3 separate regions of the Zea mays genome follow, and all the other regions are linked to region 3. The links are chromatin contacts, called in public Hi-C maps. All regions are on one chromosome and are shown on one strand. The core of a region is the stretch at or near the end of the contact, and the rest is flanking DNA. Distances in the headings are between cores, read along the strand shown.

Region 1 (2,700 bases), core at 23-2,522, 390 kb after region 3:
CCATGGCTTTTCTTGTTGCAAATGCTACTGGAGCCCCGCCTATATGGGTGCAAGGTCAGTGAGCAATGAGCACCCTTTTCATCAAGGAGTAAGAAAAATGTTCTTGACAAAAGAGAGAGAGAGAGAGAGAGAGAGAGCTGCCGAATCAGCTGAATTTGTCTGCTTCTTGCATCCACAAATTTAATCTTGAGAGAGCGGTTTCAGTTAATGGACATTATTAGTTAAAATATACTTAGATAGTCTTTTTTTTGTTTTGTTTGGCCGTGACAAACTTTATCAGCCACTGTAGGGTCTACAGACCTTATCCTTCGTTTAGATTCAGATTTCAGAGGGACGGTTTATACTTGCAATTAGGAGGACTATGTAGCTTTTTACATTGTTTGACCACACGAGCTTGTTGTTGCTTGGCTGTATTGGAATTTAAAAACTGATGAAGCCACTATCACTTTCATAATTTCCTGAGCTTCCCACCTGCTAGCGCAAAGAAGTCACTGTAGTTCATCTGAAACTTCCTTGGCATTTTTTTTCTGCTTGGCCATTGCTTGCTGCATTGGCAACAGCCTCGAGTAGCAACTGAATAATAATAATAATAATGATCCTCTGCAGCTGGTACCTTCCTCACATCCCTGTCCCTTGATATACTACCGCAGGAAGGATATTTGAGATTGGATCGAGCGGCATCAGCAGCCTGAAAGGCCATGGCTTGCAGAGATCAAGGTGCCTCAACGCGTTCGCCGCCATGTACGGCCACATGCCGCTCGTAGCCACCACAGTCAAGGCCGTGGACAGCCGCGGGAGCTGGTTCTGGTGATAAAGATATGTGCCTCTTTTTTCTGTACATCCTAGCCTTGCCTCTAGTCTACATTGTTTATATAGCAGAGTTTGAAACCAGAGATAAGAATGAGTAGGCTAGTGTGTCTGTGCATAATTCATCCGCACCTTAGAACACAGGCTATATAGATTTTACAGATGGAACTGAGACGCAGTGATTATATCCATATTGCTGTTGGAGCCTTAGTCCAACATCAGGATCAGCTAAGGCCCTGTTTGGTTCCTTTAGTTAGTAGGTAACTATGTGCAAGGAGATTGTTTATGTATGTGAGACAGTAATTATTAATTCAATGAATGAAATTTATGGTGGTGGTCTGTCTCTCTCCTCTATTTTGTGTGGAGGATCGACTATTTTGTGTGCGCCTGGCTGCCTGCCAAGATCCTGATGCTGTCCAGTTCAGTGATCAGTGGGCTAACTTTTATGTGGCTGTGACGGCCGAAACAGGATAGTGAGGATAAGGGGGGCACTCTTTCGTTGGGCCAGCGCTGCATGCTTCCTTGCTTGCTTTTTTGTCGCGCCTGCTTCTCCCCCCTCTGCCTCTTGGTGCTGCTTCCTGGTGGGGGAAGGGAAGGAGAAGGCTGTGTGCGTCCTGCGCCGATAACGCGATGGTGTCCATTGTCACTGAGGTATGGGCGCTCGCTGGATGCGGCCCGGCGTCCAAGGCGGCGGCGGTAGCGGTAGCGGCGCAGGAGTTGCCGGCGCAGCATCCTTCTCCTGCCGCAGCGGGAGGAGGGAAGGCCAAGAAGAGAGCCGTGCCAGTGTCGTTCAGAGGCGTCAGCAGCGGCGGTGGTCAGGACCACCAGCGTGAGGCCGCCGCCGTCGTCGTCGGGCGGCGGCGCGGCCTCGCGTCGTGCGCGCTCGCCGCCGTCGCCGCCTCGTTCTCCGCCCGCGCTGACCGCCCCGCGCGGGCGCTTGTCCTCGAGGAAGACGACGACATCGAGCTGCTGGAGCGCGTGAAGGAGGACAGGAAGAAGCGGCTGCAGAAGCAGGGCATCATCAGCTCCTCCGGCGCCGAGACCGGTCTGTTCACATCTCATGAGTTGCAGCCGCTCGCTCTCGTCTCTCTCTTTTTTTTTTCTTCTTCCTCCTCCCTCCATTTACGACTAGACAAGAATACCTCTGAAGCTTTGCTCTCCAGCAGTAACCGTAAACCGTGCTGTGGTTTGATCCGCAAAACCCACAGGGTATTTGCAGGACCTCATCTACAGGCTCAGCAAAGTCGGGCAGGCCATTGACAACGACGACCTCCCAGCCGCGAGCAGCGTGCTGGGACCAAGCTCAGACGCCCAGTGGGTGCAGAACATCAATGCAGCTTTCTCCAAGGTTCTTCCTCTCTCTCTCTCTCTCTCTCAACCATCCTTGTCTTTTCAGGACTCCACTCCAGCGTTCTTCTCATCTATTTCGATCCGCGTGTGTAACAACAGCTCAGCTCAAGCCCGGAGCAGAGGAACGTGGTCGACAGCTTCAACAGCTCGCTGGCCACACTGTTTACATCAGGTAGTTACATGTGCAAAAGGCCTATCCTGCTTTGTGCCCGTAGTATGAATGAACCTGACAGGTTTCGTGGATCCTCTGGTTTTTTCCAGTGAGCAAGCTCGACCCTGAATCCTCCAAGTCGGCGTTCGTGTCGTCCGCGACGGCGTTGGAGAAATGGATCGCGTTAGCTGGACTGGGCGGCCAGCTCAAGGGCTACTGATGCGTGCGAGGGGAAGAGAAGCACTGGGTTGTTCTATGTTTGGGTCCGGCATTTGTGAATCTCCTGAAGAGGGTACCGTGACCGAGAACTGAGTTCAGATAGGCATGCTATGCTCATCAAGAAACTGTGACTGTTTTTGAGACTCTGCTGTTACTTACAAGTGGTAGGAAAC
Region 2 (2,700 bases), core at 113-2,612, 330 kb after region 3:
ACTTACAATATCAGGGAACTTGTCCTTGAGCAAGCGGATTGTACGTGGAACCAGACCATTATCGTTGTACGCTTCATCTCCTGTTGGAGACTGGAGGAAAACAAGAGCGTAAGCTACTCTGCCTAAGACACAGACAAGCAAGAAATTTGTTGTATTTGTTTATAGACCTTCAATGCATCGGGAACTTTAGGAAAGAGAACAAAACTATTAACACCAACATCGCGGGCCTTGTAAACCTGCACATACCATCAGTTTGAAGAGTTACTTAATACTATTGATCCAAGCAATAAACACGTGAATTTGTCTCCAGTAAATTCATCGAAAAGAACATTGCAAACAAACATTCAGGATACGAGATAACCCTCAAGGCCCCAACACTTTCAGTACCTCGTCAAGCAGCCCGTGCCTCCACCCAAGCCTATAGCACCCTGGCATAGCTCCGATAGGAGCATCTTCTTCTCCTACAGATCACCGAGCAAATCCAGCATATCAGATGTGAATTGTGTTCAACTCTCTATGTCAGTGAATTCCACTACCAACCTTCATGGATAAACAATGGAAGCACAAAGTTAGCAGGCGAGATGCTCGTCTCCTGGAATGCAGCCCTAAGAGCAGGTGATTTGCGGTTGCGACGGGGGCGCTTTGCCATGTCCTAAATAACACGTGGGGAGAAGAATATGTATATGCACAAGTCAGGATTTTGCGGTTACAGTAAGAGCACGCAAAATTCACAGACGAAACCCATCGAGTGCATACAAGGGGCCTGATCTCCGGCGTTCCTTCAGGGGCCTTCGGCCTAACCAGCGGCGGGGGAGCAGGGAACTTCCCAGCGACGGCGTCGGCCTCGCACTCCTCGATGGTCCTCCCGGACGGCGCCCTGACGGCCGCCGCCGCCTCCTGCTCGCTGCTGACCCGGACGGCCGTGGAACGCAGCCTTGGCCCGGCTCTTGGCACGGCGGAACAGCTTCCAAAGGTGGCGTGGCCGTGGCCACTCCTAGCCTGGAGCATCTGAACGTTGGCGGGGGAGAAGGAGACGGTGAACGCCATGGCCGAGCTGCAACGGAGGTCAACGCCAATACGATGGATTCCACAGACATGGTCAGCAATTGAGAACGACTCCGACGCCTGAGCATATCTTATCTTCTTATCTTCTAATAATGCCGAATAGTTCGACCGAAAATCGGAAGTGGTGTTCTCGGAGGGAGAGAAATCAGGGGGATTGGAGATTGCTGTGTGCAGTCAAAAACTTCCAAATCTTGGAGAAGAAGATGAGGAGCACTTGGCGGCAGGGGGGTGTTACCTGGACACTGGAGAGGACGATGAGGAGGAGACGCAGCAGCACGGAGAAGCTGCTAATCCTGTGGCCTCCGTTTGCCCTCGATGGCGATGCCCCCGTCTTTAGTAGACCACAGGCTTGCGTTTCTTTGTCTCCATCTTCCCCACGTTTGTCAGTCACTCAGTCGCCACCTGCTCCCTATACAGCTCTGATTTGTGATTTCAGACTCTGTAGTCGCAAACACACACCCCCAAAAAAAAAACTAGAGGCATCTCTCAAACTTTTCTTTAAAAAAGAATTGGCAAAGAAGAAGATTAAGTTGGCTCGAAATTTAAGTAAAGCCGATTTCAGGTTAGAGTGAAGCTTTCAAAAAAAGAAGAAAAGAAAAGAAGAGAGAACATCTACTCGTTAGAGATCTGCCGGAGAAAGACAAACCAAGAAGAATCAGAGCACTGAATCTTTGGTTGTCCACCATAGGCGTGAGCTGCCGTATGCTGCTTGAGCAGCAGAACAGGCCGAAACCAACTTTCCCAACAGAGAAAGAGAGAGTACTCCAGAGTCCGGACCACTCTTGCAGCCTCAGGCTTTGCATTCTCTTTCAAGATTGTGAGCAAACCAGCCATCATTTCATCAGGTGCACGTGCACTGCTTCCTTTGCTTCAAAGATTGGTCTCTTCTTTTCCACTGTACTGTTCTTCTTGGTGAAATTATGCAAACTTTTACAGTTTTAGATGAAAAGGAGTGGGGACAGGAGAACTTATCATACAATGCAATATTGCAAAAATAAAATTTTGTTTCCTGGAGTCGGTCTGTGCAATGATCTTTACAGAAGGGCCAAACGGCATACCATGTGAATGACACAAGGCTTGTATAGGAAAAACGTATGGCTTTACAGGAGGAGAAAATATACACGTCGTATGACTCGTATATTACATGTCCGAGTCTGATGGTGCGCATCAATCAGGTGTTCTTCTCTAGAACAGACAGTGCTGGTGCGAGATAGTTGTTAGCCTTGTCTGGCAGATGAGCCACCTGAAAACGTCCATGCCATATATTATTATCAAACGCGAAACTAAACAGAAACAACAATTCATGGCCTTGACAAGAACGTGAGGATCCATCAGTTTTGGATTTCAACCATTAACTTACAAGTTCATAAAGCTCGTTCCCTTGGTCACTGACGTACTCGTAGCATACCTAATCGAGTGCGTAGCAACAAGTTCAGTTATTGCACGACAGCATACTATTGTCAGTAGGAGTAAGCGTTGCCGTACATGAAAGGGAGCAAGAGAACAATCTTACATCGAAACTTTTGTTTCTCGCAGTGGAATCATGCAGTGCCTTGACACAGATATCAGCCACATCAGCACAGCTGATACCCTACATATATAGGAAAGTTGTAGATATAGTGTTCTGTATAGCAT
Region 3 (2,700 bases), core at 147-2,646:
ATGCATATCTTTGGAATTCCTTAATCGGTTCGTCCGTCTCGACATCTTGTCGAGTTTCATTAAAAGAAAAACTGTACATAACTCCTACTCCCAGATAAAAACTTAAGTTCATCATGGTGCTATTTATGCATTGTATCTGTTCATCATGGTCCTGACGTTCATCGCATTAACGGTTATCAAGACCACTACGCATCACTCTTAACAGCTTTTCTCGGATTTTGTTGCTAGCAAATGTCTCTGGATCCTATATGTTACTGACTGGTTTACTGTACCTTATTACCCTTGTCGCCTCTGAAGTTCTGCTTCTGGAGGCCTGGCAGAAGAACCGGATCCCATATCTAGCCTGCACCGCAGCCATGGCAGTTGCTCCAACAACTTTGGGCTTGGGCATGTTGTTCCTCTGGCCCGTCTCAGGGTCCGTCCTGCCCATCCTTGATGCGATTGCAAATGTCCGAGCACTCTATCAGGCTAATTGAACAACAAACTGATCAGATCAGAAAGTTGAGCTCACTTTGGTGACCCACGAGCAGTGGTAGCATCTGCTATAGTGAAAAGAAGAGGGGGCTGTAGTGCAGGTAGTAGTAGTACCCACCAGTACTGCCGGCTGCGGAAGCCGTCCTTGAACACCACGAGGGGCCTGCGCACACCAGAAAACAACCCAACGTGAATGAACAAGTCAAACGCACCGGCAGTACTCGTCCGCCGGTGTAGGTCCGGTGGCTGGTGTTTTTCTTTATTATTTTACCTCCTGACGTTGAGGGGCCCCTCGCCGGGCGCGCCGCCGCCGCCGCGGATGCAGGTGCCGACGCACTTGGTCGTGCACTGCAACGCCTTGGCCGACCTGGGGTGCTTGATCCGCTCTTGCTTCCCGTCGCCCCCTGCTCACCAGCTCCTCCTCCGTCAGCCACGCTGACGCTACGACTACGACATACGCATGCACAAAAGGGAAAAAGGTTGCGAAGCATGTGCCGAATGTGCGTGTCTGCACGCACCGGAGAGCGTGGGCGGGACGTTGGAGAAGGTGTCCGCCTGGGGCGCCGGGGTCGAGAGGATGGCCGCGAGAGCCAGCGCCACCACGGCCTGTGCCGCCGGCGCCGACATCCCCCGGCCCGGGTGCCTGCGTGGCCTCGGCTCTCAGGCGACGAGCCGACGCCGACGGCGAGATGGTGGCACTGGCAGTGGCAGGCACAGGAACAAGACAAGAGCGCGCGCACCGTGGTCCGTGGCCTCGCGGAATCCAGGTATAATAGACCTCTGGTGTGGCCACCGGCCAGCCACCCGGTCCCGGATCAGCCTCGCTGGCTGCCGAATCACCAGCGCTAACACAAGTGACCAGTGGACTCGCGAGTTGCGACTGGAGGAAGGAAGATACGATGGGCCCACCTGCTCCCGGGCTAGGCCGGATCTTTATCGGGCCTGCGGCACCTAGCCCAGCGCTTGCACCTCACCCAGGACGAGGCCCAGGGAGGATCCTCCCGACTCCGACGCTGCGTAGGACTCCCCGACTCCGACGGCGTCCGCCCGCGTCGCGTGCCACGCCCACGCCACGCCGGCCGCCGCGAGGAAAGAACACCGGGTACTTCCCCTTCCCTTACGCTCCAGTTTCACAAGTCGCGAGCCGTGCGTCGCGTCGACGCGAGTTCCGCGTGAGGGAGCAGGCAGTTGCAGTTGGAGGCGGTGACGAAACCCTAGGACTTGAGCTCCAGCGCACGGCTCGGGTCCTCCTCACCGTTCCCGGCGATGGACCGGCGGCAGGAGCTCTGCAGGAACTTCCAGCGCGGCAGGTGCGGAGTATTCTCCTCCCCCTCTCCGTTGCCGCGGCATGCGATTGCCTCCGGCTGTGCACATTTATTTAAGTTCAGTCGTTATGCTCGCTCTGGGTGCCCGTACCTTCTGTGGTTTTCATTCACGTCCTGGATGGTGCAGCTGCAAGTACGGATCGCACTGCAGGTTTGTGCACGCCTCCTCTCAGCAGCAGCAGCAGGCGAAGCCCAACCCGTTTGGGTTCGGCTTAGGGAGTAGGCAGCAGCAACAGCAGCAGTCTTCGTTTCGTGCGCAGTTCCAGCAGCAGCAGCAGCAGAAGCCCAACCCGTTTGGATTTGGAGTGCAAGGCAGTGCGGCTGCACAGTCCAGAAACGCTCCTGGCCAGGCAAAGGTTTGTGTTGTCTGATGGATACATAATCTGTTTTTTTATGGTTCTTTCTCACTTGTGGAATTCAGCTTGTGTAACGATCATTCCTTTATTTGACTGATGGATTTGTTGAATCAGCCATTTCAAAATAAATGGGTAAGGGACCCCTCAGCCCCAACGAAGCAACAGGAAGCGGCACAGCCACCAGCAGCAGCCCACACGTGAGTCTGCGATTCTGGGATGCTGTACTTTTGAATCCTGCTTGATTATTCCTTGCTATATGTGAGTCACCAACTTTGTGAGTTTTTTTGCCAGCTCCTGTACAGATCCTGAGTCCTGCAGGCAACAGATTGCCGAGGATTTTAAGAATGAAACTCCACTCTGGAAGCTTACGTGCTATGCTCACCTCAGGAGGTAAATAACTAACTCGTCGTGCTTCAACTAGTGGCATCTGCCTCCCTCAATGCATTGTGCTCATCTTTTTGTATTTTGTTTGTGTTAGCGGTCCTTGTGACATCACGGGAGATATTAGCTTTGAAGAGCTGAGAGCTAACGCGTATGAGCAAGGC

Evidence for each region. Hi-C and Micro-C count contacts between places; a contact is called where the count stands out from the background.
Region 1: a contact with region 3 is called in a Hi-C map of leaf, with 5 times the contacts expected there. The contact joins the promoter of LOC100283751 here to the promoter of LOC100281505 in region 3. A contact is called at or near these places in 9 of 25 Hi-C or Micro-C datasets (bundle sheath, ear, endosperm and 3 more).
Region 2: a Hi-C map of ear shows a contact between it and region 3, with 4 times the contacts expected there. The contact joins the promoter of LOC100284052 here to the promoter of LOC100281505 in region 3. A contact is called at or near these places in 11 of 25 Hi-C or Micro-C datasets (bundle sheath, ear, endosperm and 5 more).

What each region holds. Positions count from the first base shown.
Region 1 is chr5:60,406,589-60,409,288 of Zm-B73-REFERENCE-NAM-5.0, forward strand. LOC100283751 reads left to right here and starts at 1,273. Exons shown (of 4, transcript NM_001367171.1): 1 at 1,273-1,852; 2 at 2,016-2,155; 3 at 2,257-2,329; 4 at 2,419-2,700. The coding sequence starts at 1,438. The coding sequence ends at 2,528.
Region 2 is chr5:60,343,943-60,346,642 of Zm-B73-REFERENCE-NAM-5.0, forward strand. It overlaps LOC100284052, which reads right to left and starts at 1,363. Exons shown (of 13, transcript NM_001370614.1): 1 at 1,301-1,363; 2 at 757-1,054; 3 at 541-652; 4 at 388-461; 5 at 168-236; 6 at 7-90. The coding sequence starts at 1,047. It overlaps LOC100501691, which reads right to left. Exons shown (of 13, transcript NM_001196366.2): 11 at 2,579-2,656; 12 at 2,426-2,473; 13 at 2,034-2,308. The coding sequence ends at 2,237.
Region 3 is chr5:60,015,499-60,018,198 of Zm-B73-REFERENCE-NAM-5.0, forward strand. LOC100281505 reads left to right here and starts at 1,397. Exons shown (of 11, transcript NM_001154423.2): 1 at 1,397-1,784; 2 at 1,927-2,155; 3 at 2,270-2,352; 4 at 2,447-2,545; 5 at 2,634-2,700. The coding sequence starts at 1,741. LOC100382664 reads left to right here. Exons shown (of 10, transcript NM_001361672.1): 10 at 1-215. It overlaps LOC100275809, which reads right to left and starts at 1,329. Exons shown (of 3, transcript NM_001403697.1): 1 at 993-1,329; 2 at 746-878; 3 at 1-637. The coding sequence starts at 1,101. The coding sequence ends at 508.